Regions from separate parts of the Mus musculus genome. Here region 1 is linked to region 2. A link is a contact called in public promoter capture Hi-C data. All regions are on one chromosome and are shown on one strand. Each heading gives the region's core, a stretch centred on a gene start, on an enhancer-like site or on the middle of the called end of the contact. The rest is flanking DNA. Distances are from core to core; before and after follow the strand shown. Region 1 holds the start of Psma2 (proteasome subunit alpha 2). Region 2 holds the start of Edaradd (EDAR (ectodysplasin-A receptor)-associated death domain).

Region 1 (6,394 bases), core at 1,609-4,108, 2.1 Mb before region 2:
CACTGAGTTACCTTTAATCCCCACTGACGGGGCCCCTCCAGCTACCGCAGCCAAGGCATATTCAATCTGGACAAGCTTACCAGATGGGCTGGAAAAGAAACAGAGACATTCCCTCTGTTCACACATTCAAAATAGTACAGGACACCTGACAGAAGGAAAACAGAGGCCAAGCCTCACTAATCAAACCTTCTGGCCTTTGAAATCTACCCTGAAGGTGTTTGGAAGCTAAGCTTACCAGACTACGGAGTTAGTCCAAGTCTCGAATGGGCACAAATTCTCTTCCTGTGTTCTGTTGCTGTTGTTTTCCCCATCTCTGGTTAGCAAAGCATTCCCACTCCCTCTGTTCCCCACTGCAGGCAAGTGTACCGAGAACTCAGGCAGCTGCTGTGCTCATGAGTCCCAGTAGCCCACTGCCTCTTTCAACAAAATCCCCACGAACACGTTTGGTAGAACGCAAACCAGTCCACGCCAATTTCTTTCTTTCATTTACCATTCTTCACCAAATGTAAGCTGCTAGCTAAACCTTATCATTTTTTTTAAAGGACTGTTATAATAAAGAAATCTGTTTGTGAAAACATTGAGATGTTTGTTATATAAAAGACTCAAGGACTGAGGATGTAGCTCCTATGGCAGAGTGCTTGTCTAGAATGCATGACACAGCATAAATAAGGTATGGGCGTGCATTACTAAAATCCCGTCACAGAGCAAGTGGGGGCAGAAGGATAAGCTGAAAGGCATCCTTAGTTACTGGCCATTTGAAGCCAGCCTGGGTCACCAATAATTCTGACACAAAAAGAAATTAAATAACTAATAACTTAAAAACTCAGTCCCTCACGATCTATGTCCATTTGTCTCAGCTATAATGAAACCACTTAGGACCGACCGTATTTGTTTTGTTTACAAATATAAGCGACTACCATGCAAAATTTAGTCTCTGTCAATTATATAATGAAATCATTTGCTAAGGAATTTAATGGAATTCATTTAAAGATTTCAAAATAATAACATTAACTCACTTCTTATGTGAAACTGTAAAGGGCAATTCTCAAAAGATAATATATTGTAACAAAAAGTCTATTAATTGTTTTCAAAACCAACAAGGTTTGAGTCCTGATTTACCTATTTGTGGACAACCTTGAAAAAGTTCAATTGTCCAGGTTCATCTATAACTCATTATACATAGGTGGTAATGGAAAAACCACTACTAGTTACTGTTATATTCAACAAGTAGATCCTGGCTGCCTTCAGCTGTCAGTCCTTAAGAAAATGGTCAACTGGAGGGCATCATCCTGAGTGAGGTAACACATTCACAAAGGAACTCACACAATATGTACTCACTGATAAGTGGATATTAGCCCAAAACCTAGGATACCCAAGATATAAGATACAATTTGCTAAACACATGAAACTCAAGAAAAATGAAGACTGAAGTGTGGACACTATGCCCCTCCTTAGAAGTGGGAACAAAACACCCTTGGAAGGAGTTACAGAGAGAAAGTTTGGAGCTGAGATGAAAGGATGGACCATGTAGAGACTGCCTTATCCAGGGATCCACCCCATAATCAGCATCCAAACGCTGACACCATTGCATACACTAGCAAGATTTTATCGAAAGGACCCAGATGTAGCTGTCTCTTGTGAGACTATGCCAGGGCCTAGCAAACACAGAAGTGGATGCTCACAGTCAGCTAATGGATGGATCACAGGGCTCCCAATGGAGGAGCTAGAGAAAGTAGCCAAGGAGCTAAAGGGATCTGCAACCCTATAGGTGGAACAACATTATGAACTAACCAGTACCCCGGAGCTCTTGACTCTAGCTGCATATGTATCAAAAGATGGCCTAGTCGGCCATCACTGGAAAGAGAGGCCCATTGGACACACAAACTTTATATGCCCCAGAACAGGGGAACGCCAGGGCCAAGGAGGGGGAGTGGGCGGGTAGGGGAGTGGGGGTGGGTGGGTATGGGGGACTTTTGGTATAGCATTGGAAGTGTGAATGAGCTAAATACCTAATAAAAAAATGGAAAGAAAAAAAAAAAAAAAGAAAGAAAATGGTCAAAACACAGTCCTTTGTCTAAGTTCATCCATGATGGTTTTTTCTTAAACAGGGAACAATAGTTCCCCTTAACTGCACTTTGAGAAAATATATATAACTCTTTAATTCTTTCTCCCAAAACATAAGGGTCTAAAATCGTTTTAAAGCAATTTGTTAGTGGATCAAGCAAAATACAGAGGTTATCAGTTTGCATGTGCCACAAAAACTTGACAGGAAATCAGCGCCTTCATTTTATACTTCTTAAGCTTCTACAGGAGCACAGGCGAAACCGAAAGCAGTGTGAGCTTCAAAGCACATCGCTGCTAAACAGAGACTAAAACTAAGATTTAACAGCAAATAAGGATCTCCCAAAAGAAAAAGGACGTCTCACACGTCCCATAAGGAGTCTGGGTTTACAAAGCTCTCGCTCAGGCCTAGCCGGGCCAGTAAAGAAATCCTGGACCTGAAGAGAGCAGCTGAAAACAGACTATCTCAAAGCACCCTTCTCCTAGTCTAGAAGGAGAGCCAGTGCTTAGTGCTTGGCTTGGGGCCTCCCGTCCCTCGGCCCGCAACACGGCCGGCCTCAGCCAGGGCCCAGGCCTGGCACGGAACATGACTCTGCAAAGCTACGAGTCCAGCTCCGTCACCGTGCACTCCTACGCAAACACCAGCCAGGTCCGACACACGGGACCATGTCTGGGGCGCTCCTGTGATCTGCGACGCATGGAACCTGCGGGTCCCCCGAATACCTGAATGTAGTCAGCGAGAAGCTGTAACCGCGCTCTGCCATCTTTACCCGGAAAGTCGGAACACAGCCACGCACATGCGCAGTAAGTATGCTTCCTTTAATTTTTTTTTTCTTCTTTGCTCTGATTGGAGGAGAGTCACCTAGGGGTAGCTGGGAGTTGGAGTTTTTGGATCACAGCGGTCTTTGACCCTTGCGCATGCGCAAGAGGGGCCTGCGCATGCTCTGAGCGAGGAGGCGGGGAAGTGGGCGGACTTAACGCATGCGCTCAGCCCGCGTCCCGCTCTGTCTTGAGAAGATCATGGCTCCTTCGTTGCTGCTGCTTTCACTACCATGGCCGGTGCGTCCCGGACCGCTCCAGAGGTGCTGGGAGCTGCTACAACGGCAACTGCAGCAGAGCTGGAGTCGCTTTGTCAGTCCTCCGTGGGGTCCGTAAGGAGAGAGTTCGTGGAAAGAGGGTTGGTGAGGGCTTCCGGGTTGTAGCGTGGTTTTTGGTTGGTTGATTGGTTCGTTATTTTATTTGTTTGTTTGTTTATTGGTTATTTATTTATTTATTTATTTATTTATTTATTTATTTATTTATTTATTGAAACTGTCACCGTAGCCAGGGTGGTCTAGAACTCACTGTATAGCCCAGGCTAGCTTCGTATTTATTTATTTATTTATTTATTTATTGAAACTGTCACCGTAGCCAGGGTGGTCTAGAACTCACTGTGTAGCCCAGGCTAGCTTCGAGCTCCTGGTATCTTGGGCGTTAAATTTGAGATTGCTGTATTATTTACAGTGTATCGCAAAAGTGATAATGCCCAGTCTGAACAGAGATATATTTTATTATATCTCAAGCGCAGCATAATAAATAATTGTCTCCATGTTCTACCTGAGATAATCATTTCAGTCCATTCGTTGTCTAATAGGCCTGTGCTTGGACAGTTTATGTAGTGGTAAGAAGTCCTAAGAATTGAACGAACGTTCGCAAGTCTGAAGAACATAAGAAAGGGTAAAGAAGTGATCTAAGCAATTTAGAAAAACAAAGGTGAAACACTTGATAATCTCATAAATAATAAATCTTTTCTTAGAACACAGGTTAAGATTAAATATTAAGGAAAAATTTAATGGCTTTAGGAACCTACCAGGTTTAAAGAAAAAGGACCTAACTGGATCAGGATAGTGTGGTACAGATGACCATTGTAGTCATCTCAGTGATGTGAGTGAATGTAGGGAGTCTCGGGATTAGATTACTTGTACACTACTTATTACTGAACTGCAGTGTCCCGGATTATATACGGAGGAAATGCTTAGTAGAGTAGCCTGGCTGCTTTGGTAGCTTGCAATAAGAAAGCATTCCAGTTGAAGTATTTTAAATTGCCTTTTATATGAGCTTTAGTATATTTTAATAGCTGGGGATTATTACTAATGTTTGTTGTGTTTAACATTCAAAACTATTTATGTCAGGCCAGCCATATGGCTCAGTAGTAAAGGACCTTGTTGCTAAGTCTCAGGACCTGGGTCCTAGCCCCATGGCCAGTATGACGTAAGGAGAGAACTAACTCTGAAAGCTGTCCTCTGACCTTACATGTGCACATATACTCACAAACACATATAATTTATAGGTGTGTATATTTAGTGACACTACACATGTTGACTGTTAAAGGAAATAGTGGCTGTATTCATTTAGGAACTCCGAGTTGATTCGGCATCTCTGTTTTGTTTTATAGCACCAGCATTAGCCGTCCAGAGACCATCCATCCTCACAGAGCTAGCACATGATACTTGTGAAAATAAAGAGAATTCCAGCTTTTTAGATAGTATCTTTTGGATGGCAGCTCCCAAAAACAGACGCACCATCGAAGTTAACCGATGTAGGAGAAGAAACCCTCAAAAGCTTATTAAAATTAAGGTAATGTGTGAACGGGTGTAGGTGTGTGCACATACACACTCTCTTCCACAAGTCTAACACTGAATAGCCCGGTATTGTATTTGTGTAGCAGAGAAAACCAGCCTTATAATAGTCTTAGCATCTTGTTTGGCTCATCATGGATAGATACGTAATCTAATTCTTCCTTAATGTTTTAAGATACTCTTAATGAATCATCCCATTGCTTAGATGGGCTCCTTGTTGGTTATTATTTGAAGTTAGAGGACTGATAGAGCTCTTAATTCAAAAGTCAAATGAGATCATTACAAACAATTCTGAAAAAAATCTCCAAACTTCTTGACTATGCTTTTAATTGTTAATGTGGAATTCACTACACTCATATAATGAAAATATTCTACTCAAGCTGGAGATTAGACAAAAGAATTTGAGAATAGTTTACCCATAGGCTATACGAATAAAAATATACCAGATTGGTAAACTTGAGTTTTAGTCCTAATTTTCTTACTAATTTGAACTCAGTGTTGCTATTTTTTTTTTTTTTTTTTTTTGGTTTTCCTGTTAAAATATATTGTTGAACTAGCTAGTATATAGTCTTATGTAGCACGAACATTCTCAGAAAGCTACAATGTCAGCATGTTAGAGTTCTTGCTGGTGATTATGTATTATATTGCTTGTTATTAATATGTTTTTCTTTGTTTTAAAGAACAATATAGACATTTGCCCTGAATGTGGTCACCTGAAGCAGAAACATGTCCTTTGTGGATATTGCTATGAGAAAGTACGCCAGGAGACGACAAAAATCAGACAACAAATAGGGGCTCAAGAAGGAGGTCCTTTCAGAGCTCCTTCCGTTGAGACTATGGTGCTGTACACAGGAGAGAAACCATCAGAAAAGGATCAGGGCAAGAGGATTGTTGAAAGAAACATAAAGAGGCCATCTTGGTTCACCCAGAATTGAACTAAAAAATGTTAAAAAGATAATTTCATAGTTAGGCACTTATTTAAAATCAGGAGTCTTCATTTTCATGTTGTGCCTGTTTTCAAATTATCAATGTATTTTAAAATGGATTTTGTTAGTTGTTACTTTTAAATGAGGTAATTTGAAGACTGTATCATGAATAAACTCAGCATATTTATGTAAAGGCTCAATGGATTAATTTGTGTATTTCTATAATGCTGTTGGGTTTTAATTAAGCAGTTGTGTCAGTGAGAAAAGAATTTAGAACAGGTATGTGGTACACTCATTTGTATTCAGGAGTAGAAGCAGGAGGATATCTTGAATTTCAGGCCAGCCAGGATACAAAGTGAGATTCTGTCTCAAAAAAAAAAAAAAACAAAAACAAAAACAAAACAAAACGAAGTTCTTTCTTCTTTGTTGGTGCTTTAGAACAATTTACTTTTTATGGAACAAAGTGTGCTAATTTACTTAAATAATAGAAATAATCACATTCCATTGTCGTCGTAGATGCTTGTGAGAAAGCAAACCCAAGATAAACCTTTCAAATAAATACCCAGAGTAGGGCCTTTAAAGTACCAGTTGTTGAAAATGTATATATCCTGTCAAATTTATTTCCAATGTCTACACCCCACCTGTCCCTCCTTCTATATGCAATTGATAACATTTTTTAAATATATTTTTTAGTGATTGTGTGTGTGTGTGTGTGTGTGTGTGTGAATTTCAATGCACCTCAGTCCCACTCATCTCCCTGTCCTCAACCCTAGCAACCTATCAATGCTG
Region 2 (6,725 bases), core at 3,216-5,715:
ACAGGGCCTCACCCCTAGATAAAGAACTAAAGACAACCAAAGAATGCTGAGACTGGGAAAATAGTCTCCCCAGGGATGGGTCCATGAATTGATTATCCAACATCAAGGGGTCATCCCTGAAATCACATTCATTCAAGCAACACTAAAAGGTCATATTTATGTACCTGTATGTGACAATAATAATTGGACGCGTGAATTTGAAAGGGAACAAGGGATGGGCTTTAGGGAGGAGAAGGAAGGGAAAATGATGTAATTATATTTTAATTATTTCAAATTGAAGTAAAAAAAAAAAAAACCTGCTCTCAGTAGGCTAACTTGTAAGGGAAACCTGTACCGCAGGACAGTCACCTACTTGTGTGACAGTCACGGGATTCTCCTCTTCCCTTTCCCTCCTCTCCCTTTACCTTCTCTGCCTCTTCCTTGATTCTCTTGTGGTTTCATGCCAGAGTCAAAGTCAGCTGGTTGGACTCTGAGATGACCGAGTCAGAATGGGACAAGTAGAGGTAAATTAAAAATCCCCAAAGCAACAACATTGGGCATAGCATGTGCCTGTAATCTCGGAGGTGGAGGCAGGAGGATTAAAAACTCAAGGTCATCCTCACCTACACAGGGAATTCAAGGCTGCTGGGATACATGAGAGGCGCTCTCAGCATAGAAGCAAGTTAAAAACAAAACCCAAAATAGCAACAAAACAAACAAACAAACAAACAGAGCTGGAGAGATGGCTCACTTGCCAAGAGAACAAAAGGACGTAAGTTCAAATCTCCAGCACTCCTGTAGAAGCTGGGCATGGCCACAGGTGTCGGTGAAAACAGGGAGATCCTGGAGCTTGCTGGCCGGCCAGCCTAACCAGAATGCTGAGATTTAATGCCAGAGACACGTTGTCTTAGGAAAGAAAGAAAGGAAGAAAGGAGGGAAGGAGGGAGGGAGGGAGGGAGGGAGGGAGGGAGGGAGGGAGGGAGGGAGGGAGGGAAAGAGGGAAAGAGGGAGGGAGGGAGGGTTCAATAGAGGAAGAAGTATGACATCTTTGGCCTCTCATGTCCAAGCTCATAACAGACACACACAATGTCCACACCCCAACTAGATAAACTACATACACACACACACACACACACACACACACACACACACAAACCCAAAAAACAAAACAGAAAGCATTAAAGCAAGGGAAACAGAGAATTGGACAAAGGTCTTCAAGACTGATGAGGCTTGGGGGACTCTATGAAAACGTCAACAATGTCCAGTTTTACAAGGATATGGACCGATAAGATGGTTCAGAGATAAAGATGCTCACTGCTGAGCCTGAGGACCTGAGCTCCATCACCAGGATCCACAGGAGAAAATAGAGAGCTAACTGGCTCCTGAAATTTGTGCTCTGGCCTCCACGTGTGCACACATAAATGCAAGCTTTCACACAACTGATCAATCAGTCAGTCAGTCAATATATTTTAGGTGCTGCATAGAACACTCGGTACTTTTACAGAGGACCTGCGTTTGGCTCCCAGGCACCTATGCTGGGTGGCTCACAACGCCCCCCTACCTCCAGTTCTAAGGAATCAGACACCTTCTTTTAACATTTGTGAGCACCTGCACTCATATGCACATAACCATATATACATATACATACACATAAACACATACTTTTTGCTGGGTGGTGGAACATGCCTTTAATTCCATCACTCATGGGGCAGAGAAGCAGGCAGATCTTTCAGTATGAGGCCAGCCTGGACTACACAGAGAGACCCTGTCTTGAAAAACATAAAAAGGCATCAGACATCTCATTGGGCATTTGTGGGCACCTGCACTCACACATATCCACACAGAAATAAAAATAAGTCTTAAAAAATACTTTAGAAAGGGTCACATGAGCACCACTACCCAGAAGGGCAGTCTCTGGGAGCAGCAGAAGCTTCCATATTGGATGTCCTGAGACGTAAGAGCGTTTCATGGGAAGTTAAGAGGATGAGAAAACTGTTCATTACTGTTTTGAACACTGAAAACAGTAGGTCCTATGATTTGCTATACTTTAGTGATCACAAAACATGTAGGGGAAATAGAGGATGAGAGCAGCAGCTACAGCTTATGAGAAAGGAAGCCAAAGAATCACACTGAAATATCGGCTCTTTCTTTAAAACAAAAAACAAACACATGACCTTGGACTGAGTGGTTTTAATCCCAGGACTTGGAAGGTAGGCAGATGTCTGAGTTCAAGGCCAGCCTTGTCTACAGAGCAGGTTCCTGAACAGTCAGGGCTATGGAGTGAAACACTGTCTCAAAAAGCCAAAAAGAAAAAAACTTCCCCTTAGACTGGAGAGAGATATTAGCAGTTAAGAGCACTGACAGCTCTTCTGGAAGACTGGGTTTGAGCACCCACAACTGTAACTCAAATACCAAGGGAATAGAAGCCCTTTTTCTGGCCTCTGAAGGGACTACATACATGCTGCACACAAACATGCAGGCAGGCAAACACACCTCCACACATAAAAACATAAAGGCTAAAAATAATTAATTAACCTTAGTCAGATGTGGAAGGTACCTGCAATTCCAGCCCTTCTGTGGATCTGAGTTTGAGGCTAGCCTGGTTTACAGAGTGAGACTCTCAAAGAAGGAGGAGGGGACAACGACGATGAGTAAGTCGAAGGAGAAAGGAGGAGAGAGGGGAGAGGGAGAGGGAGAGGGAGAGGGAGAGGGAGAGGGAGAGGGAGAGGGAGAGGGAGAGGGAGAGGGAGAGGGAGAGGGAGAGGGAGAGGGAGAGGGAGAGACTAAGTTCAGCAGGGAAGGGACGGTCCTAGCCTCCAGCCTGATGGCCCGAGTGTGATCCCCATGACCTACAGCAGGAGAGAGTGACCTTCTGACCTCTGCGTTTGCTTCCATGGCACACACTCATCCATGTGCACACACATAAGAAGAAAGACACTGTAGATATCTGAATCATCTTCTACCTAGTGAAAGATATAAGTAACGAAACGTACTGACAATTTCCTTTTGAAAAACAAACCGCTAGAACTTGCGCTAACAAGACAGCCCAACTGTATATGTGGTTTCTAACAACCAAACCTCAGAAATGAATTCCATCTCTGCGTGGAGTATAGAAGGAACCACAGACCAAACCTCAAAGTAGACTCCCTGAGAAAATACCCTTTCTAAATTAATTTCCCTACCTTACCTGAGCCTTTGTGGCCTCCTCTCTAAAGACCCAACTCTTCCATGGCAGCATCTTATGGAGAATACAAACCAACCCCAAGAGTGCCGTGAGCCTCAGAACCACAGAGCAGCCTGGGGGGCACCACAAAGATACATTGGCATTTGCTGTCTCCCTGAAATGTTCAGTTTATTAATTAATCTGAATTGGGTAATTTGTTAATGAAATTGTCCAGCAAATACTGAAATAATCTTTCTTTTCTTACTTCCTCCTCCTCCCCCCTTCCTCCTCTTTTTTAATAAAGCCCCACACCATAAAGTTCTTGGTGGTCTCAAACTCCAGACTCCCCTCCTGCCTCAGTCTCTTGTGTGCTGGGATTACAACGTATATCATCAGGCTGGGGCTTATGCATGCCAGGCACTCTACTACTGACCTACATCCTTGGCTGGCATCTCCTTTAAACTCCTTTTTTAAAAAGAAAATAGTTCTATGCTTATGTCCAAGGCAGATATAGATTATGTGCTTCCTTTCAGAGATTCCTATTAAATGTAACGTGTCTGTAACCTTTGTATATGGCACATAGTGAAGATGCTGCCACTAGAGCTGGAGAGGCAGCTTAGCCTTGAAAGTGCTACCACTTTTGCAAAAGACCCAAGCTCAGTTCCTAGCAAGGCCACAACCACCAGCAACTCCACCTTTAGGGGAGCTACCACCGTCTTCTAGACCCTGTAGGCACTGTACTTGTGTGTTCATACCCCTCACCCCCAATATGATTTAAAAAATAATAGAAATAACTTAAACTTTTAAATAAAATATAGCCATTTTAAAAGATCAGATTCGCCATGCAGTGGTGGCACATGCCTTTAACCCCAGCACTTGGCAGGCAGAGGCAGGTGGATTTCTGAGTTCTACAGAGTGAGTTCCAGGACAGCCAGGGCTATACAGAGAAACCCTATCTCGAAAAAACCCAAAAAACAAAAAACAAAAAAATAAAAAAATAAAAGATCAGATTCTCTGCTCTTAATTAGAATAAAATCCCATTTAAGCTAAATCTTAATTCGTTTAAGGGCCCATGGGTTCTGCATTTCTAACAGAACCGTATACTGTTTTTTTGGTTTTTGCTTTTTCCTTCAGAGGAGTAAACCAGAGACCTCAAGACTGACTTTTCTTCCCGCTCCTTTGTGTAGTGCTCACCCAGGAGGTCAGGCAGTAACTAATGCCAAAGAAACATCAAATTAGAAAGTGCTAGCGTGTGCGGTCATGCCGCCGTTCAGGCTGCCTGAAGATTAGGAAACTGTTCAAACATCAAATCGCCGGCAGGCGTCTCAGCCCGGGCCTGTGCAAGGAGCACGCTGGGAGTGCTTTGGTGTCCCAGCTGAGGACGAGATTAGGAGCCGGGAAAGCCACCCGCGCGTGCGGCAGCCAGGGGAAGGCTAGCTGAAAGGCTCTCCCAGTTGCGATCGCGTGGGACCTCCGTGGTAAGACCAGGGTTCTACGCCCTAGGTACCAGCAGGGCAAGTGCTCCGGGGGCCCCTCGGTGTCCTCTCGTGCCCAACCGCAACCCACGGAATCCTCTCCAGAGTTCTGGAGAGACTCGCGCCGGGAAGGGGCTTTGCTAATTGCAGGAAGTGAGCACGAGGAAGAAGTGGCAGAGATCAAGAAGAGGAAAGGGAGGAGGAGGAGCAGCAGCAGCAGCAGGGCAGAGCGCAGACAGAGTCGCGCATTACCACGCAAGAGGTTGGGTCCCTGCGATCCTGCTGTTCTCAGGGGTCCTAGAGACTGTCCACCCCTGCTCGGACACTCATCTGTCCTCTCCTGGTCTTCATGGCTTCTCCGGACGACCCTCTGCGCTCAGGTAAAGCGGCAAGGTGCCGCGCCCTCACTTGGGGTGTGACCACCAGCTGGATTAATGAGACTGAAAGACTGAACTTCAGTCATCCCCTGGGAGCGGTTTTTTTTTTCTTTCTTTCTTCCTTCCTTCCTTTCTTTCTTTCTTTCTTTCTTTCTTTCTTTCTTTCTTTCTTTCTTTCTTTTTTTTTTTTTTTTTTCTTTTGGACACCAGGGCGCCAGATGTGTGTCAGGCTGGATGGGAACAGCTGCGGCACGCGTCTTACCTCTCCCGATCCTACCCCTGCGCTTGCCCCTCTGTGAGCAGCAGCTGATCGCTCGCTTCCTGCACACTGCAAGGTGTGCGTGGTCCCTCTCCCCACGCGGAGGCCCGGCCGAGCGCTTTTGTTCTGGGCCACGCGGGTGCCTGGTTGAAACAAGTCAGCCAACCTTTGATAGAAAAGAACATAGGAGGGAGGATTCTGCACCCCCTTCCTTCCAGGCTCTCCCTTGCTTTCCACTCGCACATTTCCTTGTTCGTCTTCTCCCTCCTAGCTTCACTTTGCTGAGATGTGTTTGCTTCTGTGCAAGTCTTAACCTCTCCGAGCCACTATTCAACTATTATACTGTCCACAGAGCCACGAGGCTGAGCCCACATGCGCAATCCCCACCTGTGGAGGTCTCTAGTCCCCGTAGTACATTAAAAATGTGCTTTGATATCTGAGGTCAGAATCTAGATTTTTCTATCGCTTCTCCCTCATTTAAGGAAAATTCCTTTAAACGTCAACGTCCAGGAATCTCCTCTGTCCTCCTGTAATCTAGCTACAAACTCCATCGGTGTTTGTGAACGAAAGGATGATATGTCCCTTTGAGTACGCTAGGTCTTTCTCTGGTTTTGGTGAGGTTGGACACTCTGGTAAGAGCCACACAGAACCAGACTAGACTGCTGAGATCGATGTGATTGCTTGTGTTTCGTATTTCATTTCTTGAGTGGAGTAGGGACAGAGTTCAAGAGCTAAGCCCTGATTACCGGCTTGACCTGACAGAGAAGATACCATGTCTGGCAGTGGCCAGAAGCTTAAGCCCAGTGGCCATTCTGATTTGGCGGCCATTCTGATTTGGCATCTTGGAGTGCTGGTTTGGGAAGGGGGCTGTTTACTAGTGACATCAAAAAAAAAAAAAAAAAAAAAGAACTAAATTATTCAAACGTAGCACGCTCCACGGGCTATCAAGTGAACTGGCCAACCCTCACATTGTTTGCAAGAACAGAAGGGGACTTAAGGGGACAATTCTCTCATCGGGTGCCTGCTGCTATGTATGTATTGTCCTCCTTGTGCTGAGGACTGTATGAATAAGATGTCAAGGGGTGTTTGGTTTTAGTCATGATGGTCCCAGACTTAGTAAATGATACTGGATTCAAGAGATGGAGAAGAGGAGTTCATTGGATAAGGATACAGGTAACATTTGCCTGCGCTGCCTCTCGACCCGACTGCATCAGAGAAAATGGGGGCAGGGACGGGGTGGAAACCAACCAGTTCAGCAGTAACACCAGCATAAAAAGCCTCCGGGAGAGGGGGTTGCTGAAGAGATGGCTCAGTTAGTGAAGTGCCTGCCAAGCAAGCATGAGGTCTTGCATTCTGGTCTCCAGCACCCATATTAAAAGTCAGGCAGAGTGGAACTGCCGTGGCACCCATGCCTTCAATGCTAGGGCTGTGGAGGGTGGGGTGGAGAGATCTCTGGGGCTTGCTGGCCATCA

What was found. Promoter capture Hi-C pulls out the DNA fragments that hold promoters and counts their contacts.
Region 1: a contact with region 2 is called in a promoter capture Hi-C map of pre-B cells, with 3 times the contacts expected there. The contact joins the promoter of Psma2 here to the promoter of Edaradd in region 2. A contact is called at or near these places in 2 of 39 promoter capture datasets (liver and pre-B cells).

Annotation. Positions count from the first base shown.
Region 1 is chr13:14,609,706-14,616,099 of GRCm38.p6, reverse strand. Psma2 (proteasome subunit alpha 2) reads right to left here and starts at 2,858. Exons shown (of 8, transcript NM_008944.2): 1 at 2,785-2,858; 2 at 12-88. The coding sequence starts at 2,825. Mrpl32 (mitochondrial ribosomal protein L32) reads left to right here and starts at 3,063. Exons shown (of 3, transcript NM_029271.2): 1 at 3,063-3,208; 2 at 4,496-4,677; 3 at 5,360-5,799. The coding sequence starts at 3,082. The coding sequence ends at 5,614.
Region 2 is chr13:12,518,190-12,524,914 of GRCm38.p6, reverse strand. Edaradd (EDAR (ectodysplasin-A receptor)-associated death domain) reads left to right here and starts at 4,465. Exons shown (of 6, transcript NM_133643.4): 1 at 4,465-4,997. The coding sequence starts at 4,967.